Regions from separate parts of the Sus scrofa genome. Here regions 2 and 3 are each linked to region 1. Evidence: chromatin contacts called from public Hi-C data. All regions are on one chromosome and are shown on one strand. Each heading gives the region's core, a stretch centred on a gene start, on an enhancer-like site or on the middle of the called end of the contact. The rest is flanking DNA. Distances are from core to core; before and after follow the strand shown. Region 1 holds the start of LOC100737756 (zinc finger protein 850-like). Region 2 holds the start of LOC100514656 (zinc finger protein 551). Region 3 holds the start of LOC100516085 (zinc finger protein 256).

Region 1 (2,723 bases), core at 23-2,522:
AACTTCTCATTACCTCCAAAACAAATGCCCAAATTCTGCACAGGCACATTACGGGCCTGATTCTTAACCCTCAGCTCTTTGTTCCTAATAAAAAGAATGGAGACTGGTTGTACCCTGTCTCCACCAGAATCATGATTCCAAGCATTGGCACATGTGGGTATCTCTTCGAGACATAACCTTTCACATGTGTTTACACTGCCTGACAGAAAGAAGAACACCTCCACTGACCCTTGGCCTGCACTCAAGGCCCTGGGCTTGAGGTATCCCCACGGTCACTCCACCCAAAAGGAGTGAAAACGGCAAGGGAAGAGGTTCAAGACACCACAGCCCCAGACAACGTGTGGGTGGTGCCAAGGCCACTGAAGGACTGGGACACTCTCCTTGTGTAGATTTCCTACGTGCTTTCCTGCCTTCAGAACCTGTGGAATGGGGAAAGCAACTAAGGCTTGGCTACAGGTAAGGTCAGGCCTCCCCTGTTTCGAAGCCCAGCCCTGAATCCTGGTGGCCTTGGGCTAACCGACTAACCTCCAAGCCTCAGTCTTCGGTGCTGCTTCCTACAGCTCTCTGTGCCGCACAGTCCTTTTCACCATTTCAGTTAATTCTCTTTGATCGGCTTTTTGAAAACTTTTGAAACCTAATACAGGTTCTTAAACTCTTCTGTTGCCTACCCTCCACGGCTTCCAGGACCCTCAGGATAAAAGAACCTGTCAGACAGTCCAGGCGTCACTCCACCCCACACGCTGCATTTACTGCAGACATCAGATGGGCCCCAGGTTTCCCGAATCCTCGGGGCTCTGCCCGATCTCCAAGCCTTTGCACCTGCGGCTCCCTCCACCCGTACCCTTTCCCACGCGCCATCACAGAGTTGATCAGAAAGAGGGCCTCACCCACGACCGCCTCGCCGTCCCGGACACCGGAGCCTGGACGTCAGGCACGTGAGAAGACGCCCCGCACTCGGGGCTATAGGGTCTGGCGGGGTGAGGGCGGTGAGGGCCCGGAGGACCAGCGTTTACCTGAGGCTTGTCCCTCAGGGCGGCCGCCGCCATCTGACTCTGTGAACGGAGCGGCGGGAGCGGAGGGGGGCACGGGTACCGGCCTGACGCGGGGTCCTCCAGGCGGCGTCACCGAGCCTGAGGCCCGCCTCTGAGGAGCGGAGACTGCGCCGCCACTCAGACTCCTCGGTCCCGAAACCCGGTGCCGGTACAGAGCCCCGGAGCCAGAAAACACACGAAAGCAATAAAAATGGCTGCCTGGAGGAGGACGCCGGAAGTCCCGCCCCGACGACATGCGCACGCACAAAAATACCTTTATCTGATCTTTCATTGGCTCAACTCGACGCTTGATCTTCTGGGTAAAGTAGTTCCTAGAGCTCCAGAGACGACCACCCCACCTCTCCCGCGCACGGGTGTGCTCCATCTTGACTACAAGAGCATCCTCCCTGCACTACCGTAGGGAGTGCTTGACGGTGGTCATCCTACGTCTAACAAGGGAGGGACTTTCCTTGTGAACTGCAGGAGAAAGACATAGTTTCATACTCCGTGAAGGCCAGCCCAGGAAATAAAATTGTTATTTGAGATATGCCCAAATAGACTGATCTCAATGCTCCATCACTGCACAGAGTAATGAAACCCAGCAGGACCCTATGGGGCTCCTGGTCACAAAAGCGTTCCGGTGTCCCCCATTTTGGTTTGTAGGAAAAGGCTTCATTCAGCCTCCATGGCAGTCCCTGTGTTCCAAAGGGTAAATTCAAATAGTGTTTAATCAGGGAAAGGAGGGAGGAGCAGCTGACAAACAAGAGTACATCCCTGGGTCAGGTCCTGATTCCACCTTAAGGGATGCGCATGACAACATCTTTGAGGTTTTCTACTGAACTCAAACTCCCAAAGAATGGAAAATGTTACTACTTGATTAAGCATTTTTTAATCCGGAAAGAAAGTCACTGTGCGGTAATCTCAAGGACCACCAGAATGTGTCCCTGGACTGCCTGACACCAGCTTTGAAGAAGAATGAGAGCTTGCATCTACCCTGATCCTTATCTGTGGTCCATTTTCTACTCCCAAAATTATGAGACCACTTCATCTTCTCTCCCAAATGAGGGTATCATCTTCATGACATTATCCTGCTGTGGTCTAAAATCTACTCCTTTCTACTTCACCCGAAACTCCGTCTCCAAGTTTCTTTCTTTTAAAAAAAATTCAATGAATTTTATTATATTTATAGTTGTACAACCATCATCACAACCTAATTTTACAACATTCCCACTGCAAACTCCTAGCCCATCCTTCCCTTCCAAACCTGTCTCCTTTGGTAAACGTAAGTTTTTCAGAATCTGTGAGTCAATTTTCTTAGGTGGTAACACTGAACACCAAAGCAGCCATAGGAGTTCCCGTCGTGGCGCAGTGCTTAACGAATCTGACTAGGAACCATGAGGTTTCGGGTTCGGTCCCTGCCCTTGCTCAGTGGGTTAATGATCTGGCGTTGCCGTGAGCTATAGTGTAGGTTGCAGACGCAGTTCGGATCCCGCGTTGCTGTGGCTCTGGTGTAGGCCGGTGGCTACAGCTACGATTCGACCCCTAGCCTGGGAACCTCCATATGCTGCGGGAGTGGCGCAAAGAAATAGCAAAAAGACAAAAAAAAAAAAAAAAAAAACCAGCCATAAAAGTGTCATCATGAGGTATAGATCTGTTCCAGCCCAAACTTATGACGCTTCAGAATATTGTTGG
Region 2 (2,700 bases), core at 193-2,692, 70 kb before region 1:
TTTTCCCTCCTCTTCCCTCAGCCTTACCATCTCTTCTCCACTCTGCAACCCGATGGAGCCTGTTGAGACCTAGGTAAGATCATTCCCCTCCTCTGATCTAAACTTCCCATCAACTCCAGAATGGATACGCAACTTCTCAGGCTGCCATTCCAGTTCTGAGTCACGTCCTCCTGCTCCTTTGCTCTTACAAGAAAGAAGACCTTAATGATTCCAGCTGAGCTTTACCTCTGAGCATTTTTCCCTCCCTGGTACTGGGATAAACTTTCCACACTTGTCTACATCAGGTGCCAGAAATGGAAATACCTCCATATAATCCTTGGTACTGACCCGAGCCCCTGGGCTTGAGGTTTCTGCAGAGTCCCCAGATCGAAGGTCTAGAGGAATGAAATGTAAAAAATTCCAGGACACCATAATACAGAGAGTATGTGGGTGAGGGTAGGGAACAGTAAGAGCAGGAAACACCCAACACATACCTATGCAGGTTCCATAAGCACTTCCGCAGCCACGTTTTGAGAGACAGATGACGGATAGTGACAACCATATATTCACACCGCGTTTCAACGGCCTCAGGCCCCTGGGTACCCATGCCTGGCCCGTGAGCCTAGTGAACTAGGGCTGGATGTCTACCTCCTGTGCCTCCATGTCTCACCTTACCAGCTCTGGGTACCTAAACAAAGATCCAACCTCCTGTGCCCCAACGTCTTCATTCCCCTCCTTCAGTCTGTTCCTCCGTTACAGAACCTTTGGAAAACTTAAAAACTTACTGCAGTTCGCGTGCTTCCTTGGTTTAAAAATTCTCCATAGCTCTCAAGAGTCCTGGGAACATAAGTAGTACCCTCAGCCGGCTAGTCCAGGCGAGACTCCGCCTCAAACTTTTCCCCAGCCGGGCACAGCGGACCCCAGGTTTTCCGAGTTCTCACGGCTCAGTCCCAACTCCGAGCCTTGGCACATGCTGGTTCCTGGGCCCGTAACCCTCTCGCACATCTAATCACACTCCCGGTAGTGAAGTTAAACAGGAAAACTCAAGGGTTACATTTATTCGCAGCCGCTGTCAGAAACGCCGAACCGTCCTGGACACCGAGGCCTTGGCTGCGGGAACGAGAACACTCGGGGCTTTAGCGTTTCCTGGGGTGAGGGCCGGCAGGACACGCTTACCTGAACCGGGTCCATCGGCGCGGCCGCCGCCATCCAGGCCTGTGGACGGAACGGGGCAGGAAGAGGGCCGGCGGTCCTTAAACCGGCCCGGGTGCGTATCATCTCGCGCGACGCCGCGGCCGAGCCTCACACTCGCCTTTGTGCAGCTGGAACAAAGACGCCTCTGACCCTTCCTCGGTCCTGTGCTGGCCGCCCCGACTCAGCGCTCCCGAACTTCTGTAGGGATGAACACACCCGAGCAGCCAAAATGACCGCCCGGAGGAGGACGCCGGAAGTCCCGCCCACGCGAGTGACACGCACGGAATCGCCTCTATTCTGAGCCTTCATTGGCTCAGTGAGGCTGCCGATCGACGCCGAGCACTCTGGGCCACGTAGTTCTCACGCCAGGGCTACGGCGCTCCCACAGGGCCACTATGCAATAATCTTGGACCCGCGAGAGGCGCTGGGAAATGGAGTCTCCCGGGCCCAGGATTTAGAAGGGGAAATTGTCCATTCTTAAAGGCGCAGAGTTCAGTTTTCTGAGGGACTGTTGTGCTGCCTGCAGATGTTCAACCTTGTTTGAGAGGTTTAGTTCACACTCTGTGAAGTTCATCGTGCTCCCTGAGACCAAACATATCTTTTTGGATGCTCCAGAGGACACACATCCAAACGCACATATCATACCTAGTGATTGAGAAACAATATGTGGCCATTGGTAGGAGAAGCTAATGAAGACTTCATAGTAGGAGGTATGACACGGGTATGAGATTAAGAAATACAAACTACTGTTCTTAACAAACCAAAATTGGGTTGGAACACCTGACTCAGCAAATCCAATCTATCATGGTGAAGACACCGAGTAAGGGCAGCCAATTAAGCCAACCGTGCTCTTTTCTCTATGAGGCCCCGGTGTGCAAAGGCTGCAAAAAACAGCCTCCTTGGTAGTGTATTCAGCCTGTTGCCTGTACAGGTTGCCCTAAGGGATCTTGGGGACAGCCCTTTCCAATGGACATTCATGACTGGCATGCTGTCCCAATCTAGGCTCCAGACAGGCATGCACAGTGCCTTTGGAAAGCCCCAGGGCACGGTGGCCAGAGTCCACATTGGCCAAGTCATAATGTCCATCCACATCAAGCTGCAGCATAAGGAGCATGTGATTGAGGCACTGTGCAGAGCCAAGTTCAAGTTCCCTGGCCACCAAAAGATCCACATCTCTAAGGAGTGGGTATTTACTAAGCCAATGCAGATGAATTTGAAAATATGGTGGCAGAAAATCTCTGTGGGGTCAAATACATCCCTAATCGCAGCCCCCCGGGGCAAATTCCAGGCCCTGCACTCATGAGATCCTTGGTGGCATTGTCCCCTCCTTAACGCTCAACAATAAATCCTACTTTCCTATAAAAAAAAAAAAAAGACACCGAGTAAGGAGACTAGGCAGCTCATACTCAAAAGACATGAACTCGGAGTTCCCTTCAAGTTGCCACGAAACAAATATGACCAATATTCATGAGCATGCAGTTTCCATCCCTGGCCTCAATCAGTGGGTTAAGGATCTAGCGTTGCTTT
Region 3 (2,700 bases), core at 12-2,511, 83 kb after region 1:
TTGCTTTCTAGGTCTGCTCCTGCGGCATATGGTGGGTCCTATGGTAGGGGTCCAATAGGAGCTACAGCTGCTGGCCTACGCCACAGCCACAGCAACACTGGTTCTGAGCTGCATCTGAGACCTACACCACAGGTAATGGCAATGTCGAATCCTTAACCCACTGAGCGAGGCCAGGGATCAAATCCACACCCTCATGGATACTAGTCGGGTTTTTTACCACTGAGCCACAACGGGAACTCCCCATAATAAAATAATAATAATAATTGTTATTATTTTTATTATTATTTCCTTTTTAGGGCCACACTCACAACATATGGAGGTTCCCAGGCTAGGGGTCCAATAGGAGCTACAGCTGCTGGCCTACACCACAGCCACAGCAACGCCAGATCCGAGCCACATCTGAGACCCATACCACCGGTCACTGCAATGGCAGATCCTGAACCCACCGAATGAGGCCAGGGATCGAAACCGCAACCTCATGGTTCCTTGTTGGATTCATTTCAGCTGCACCACAACGGGAAGTCCCAGAATCCTTACATTTTAGAAAGACATTTTGGAGAGTTTATACATTAAAATATAGGACGTCTGAGACTATGGATAAAATGGTATACTGAAATGCATGGGGTAGATTAAATAAGACCAAACATAAAATGAAAAATAATGATGGAGTACTGCAAAACACTGCAGCCATTGTCTCATACAAAAATGCCATTTGTTTTGCTGTTCTTGTTTTGAGATTGAGGTCAGATTCAGAAAGGAATTGAATATATGTCAGGATAGAAGTATGATATACTAAAGTTGATAAACGTTTTGCTCAATGTATTGAACAATGTATTGTCAGAGACCCATCTTTGTACTCCTTCAAGGTGGCCCAACAGCCTTCTTCGATTTTCATTATCACTACATTTTCTGAGGTTTTTATTTGTCTTTACCAAACATACTCAGACAGTATTGTTTATTAGCTGCAATTTCCAATGGCTTCGTTATGTGTCTAAATGATTCTTCAATGGTATGTACATTTGGGTTGACGGATTTGAGGGCATCTCAGAAGGTACTCGTTTGTTTGTTTGTTTATTTATTTATTTATTTTTGTCTTTTTGACTTTTCTAGGTCCGCTCCCGCAGCATATGTAGGTTCCCAGGCTAGGGGTCAAATCGGAGCTGTAGCCACCAGCCTACGCCAAAGCCACAGCAACGCGGGATCTGAGCCGCGAATGCGACCTACACCACAGCTCACGGCAACGCCGGATCCCCAACCCACTGGGCAAGGCCAGGGACCAAACCCGCAACCTCATGGTTCCTAGTCGGATTCGTTAATCACTGTGCCACGACGGGAACTCCAGAAGGTCCTCTTTTAGATCTTGAGAACACGCTGAGAGCTTCAAAGAGTCTGAAATGCTATGTCCAAACACTTGGGTCATTAGTTACAGATAACAGTCCTCAAACATCTGAGCGCACCCTCTTTAGGAAGAAGCCACGCCCCTCCTCAGTCTTTGGAATAGCGTTCCCAGCAACCCTCCAGGTACAGCGTCCCCTTTTCTCCAGGTTATCTGAGATGGAACATCGTGGACTACGCGTGCAGATCTGGGGAAAATACATTACCCAGAAGGCTGTGCGATGGGTGGCTGAGTCGATCAGCCAATTAGGTTAACTGAAGTTGCGTTTCCGTGTGAGCCAACAGCGTCAGGGCGGGACTTCCGGCATCCACGTTGTGGGCGTCATTTTGAATATGCTCGAGCTTTTTCACAATTCAAAGGCTTCGGGTACCGGTGCCGGTAAGAGGTGACGAGGCCTTTAAAGTCCGAGAGGAGGCACAGCTCGGGCGGCAAAGAGGCGGGTCTGAGGTTCTGCGACGCCGCCCGGAGCGTCCCACACCCGCGTGGGATACCGACTGCGGTGCCCGCGCCCCTCCTCTCCCGCTGCTCCCGGCTCAGCTCCGCCCACAGAGCCCGATGGCGGCGACGGTGCTGTGGGACCCGCCTCAGGTAAATACTCGTCCTCAGGCCTTCCCCGCCCTCACCCCAACAGACACTGAAGCCCCGAGTGCGGGGCGCCTGCTCCCGTGCCTGCAGCACAGACCCCAGTGTCCAGAAAAACGAAGCGGTCGTGGATGGGGCCCTATTTCTGATGGACAGTGTGATGTCGCGTGGGAAAGGTTATAGGTTGGGGGACCCGCAGGTGCAAAGACTTGGAGGTCGGGTTGAGCCGGGACAGGGGTATAGCGATTCTCCTTTCTGCTAGGAGCAAGATGCAGCGGGGCCAGAGTCAGGCCTGCAGTGTTGCTGCATGAAAAGTTGGTCACCTATCACACAGGGATTTGAGGCTTGGATTGCAGTTGGGATGTGGTCTTACCCAGCCCCTCAACAGGCTCCCTCTGGCTTGCAGGGAAGAGAACAAACTATGGGGTAAGGGAAGAGTCAGGAAACATAGGAAAATGTAATTGCAAGTAGCTTGGGTGAATGTTGATCAAATAGAACGTGCAAGAAGTGGTTGAATTCTCCTACTATACAGCACAGGGAACTATGTCCAATCTCTTGGGGTAGAACATGATGGAAGATGATGTGAGAAAAAGAATATATATATATGTATGAATGTATGACTGGGTCACTTTGCTGCACAGCAGAAATTGACACAATACTCTAAGTTATAATAAAAAAATTTTTTTAAAGAAGTGGTTAGATTCTGGATCCATTTTTGGAGA

Evidence for each region. A called contact is a pair of places that touch in the nucleus more often than the background predicts.
Region 2: a contact with region 1 is called in a Hi-C map of skeletal muscle, with 6 times the contacts expected there. The contact joins the promoter of LOC100514656 here to the promoter of LOC100737756 in region 1. A contact is called at or near these places in 1 of 5 promoter capture datasets (liver), 7 of 47 Hi-C or Micro-C datasets (epiblast stem cells, heart right ventricle, liver and 1 more) and 1 of 2 datasets of contacts at active chromatin or transcription factors (alveolar macrophages).
Region 3: a Hi-C map of skeletal muscle shows a contact between it and region 1, with 5 times the contacts expected there. The contact joins the promoter of LOC100516085 here to the promoter of LOC100737756 in region 1. A contact is called at or near these places in 3 of 47 Hi-C or Micro-C datasets (heart right ventricle, liver and skeletal muscle).

The regions. Positions count from the first base shown.
Region 1 is chr6:62,485,429-62,488,151 of Sscrofa11.1, forward strand. It overlaps LOC100737756 (zinc finger protein 850-like), which reads right to left and starts at 1,273. Exons shown (of 3, transcript XM_021095140.1): 1 at 1,014-1,273. The coding sequence starts at 1,046.
Region 2 is chr6:62,415,658-62,418,357 of Sscrofa11.1, forward strand. LOC100514656 (zinc finger protein 551) reads right to left here and starts at 1,443. Exons shown (of 5, transcript XM_021095151.1): 1 at 1,156-1,443.
Region 3 is chr6:62,568,385-62,571,084 of Sscrofa11.1, forward strand. LOC100516085 (zinc finger protein 256) reads left to right here and starts at 1,262. Exons shown (of 3, transcript XM_013998882.2): 1 at 1,262-1,984. The coding sequence starts at 1,952.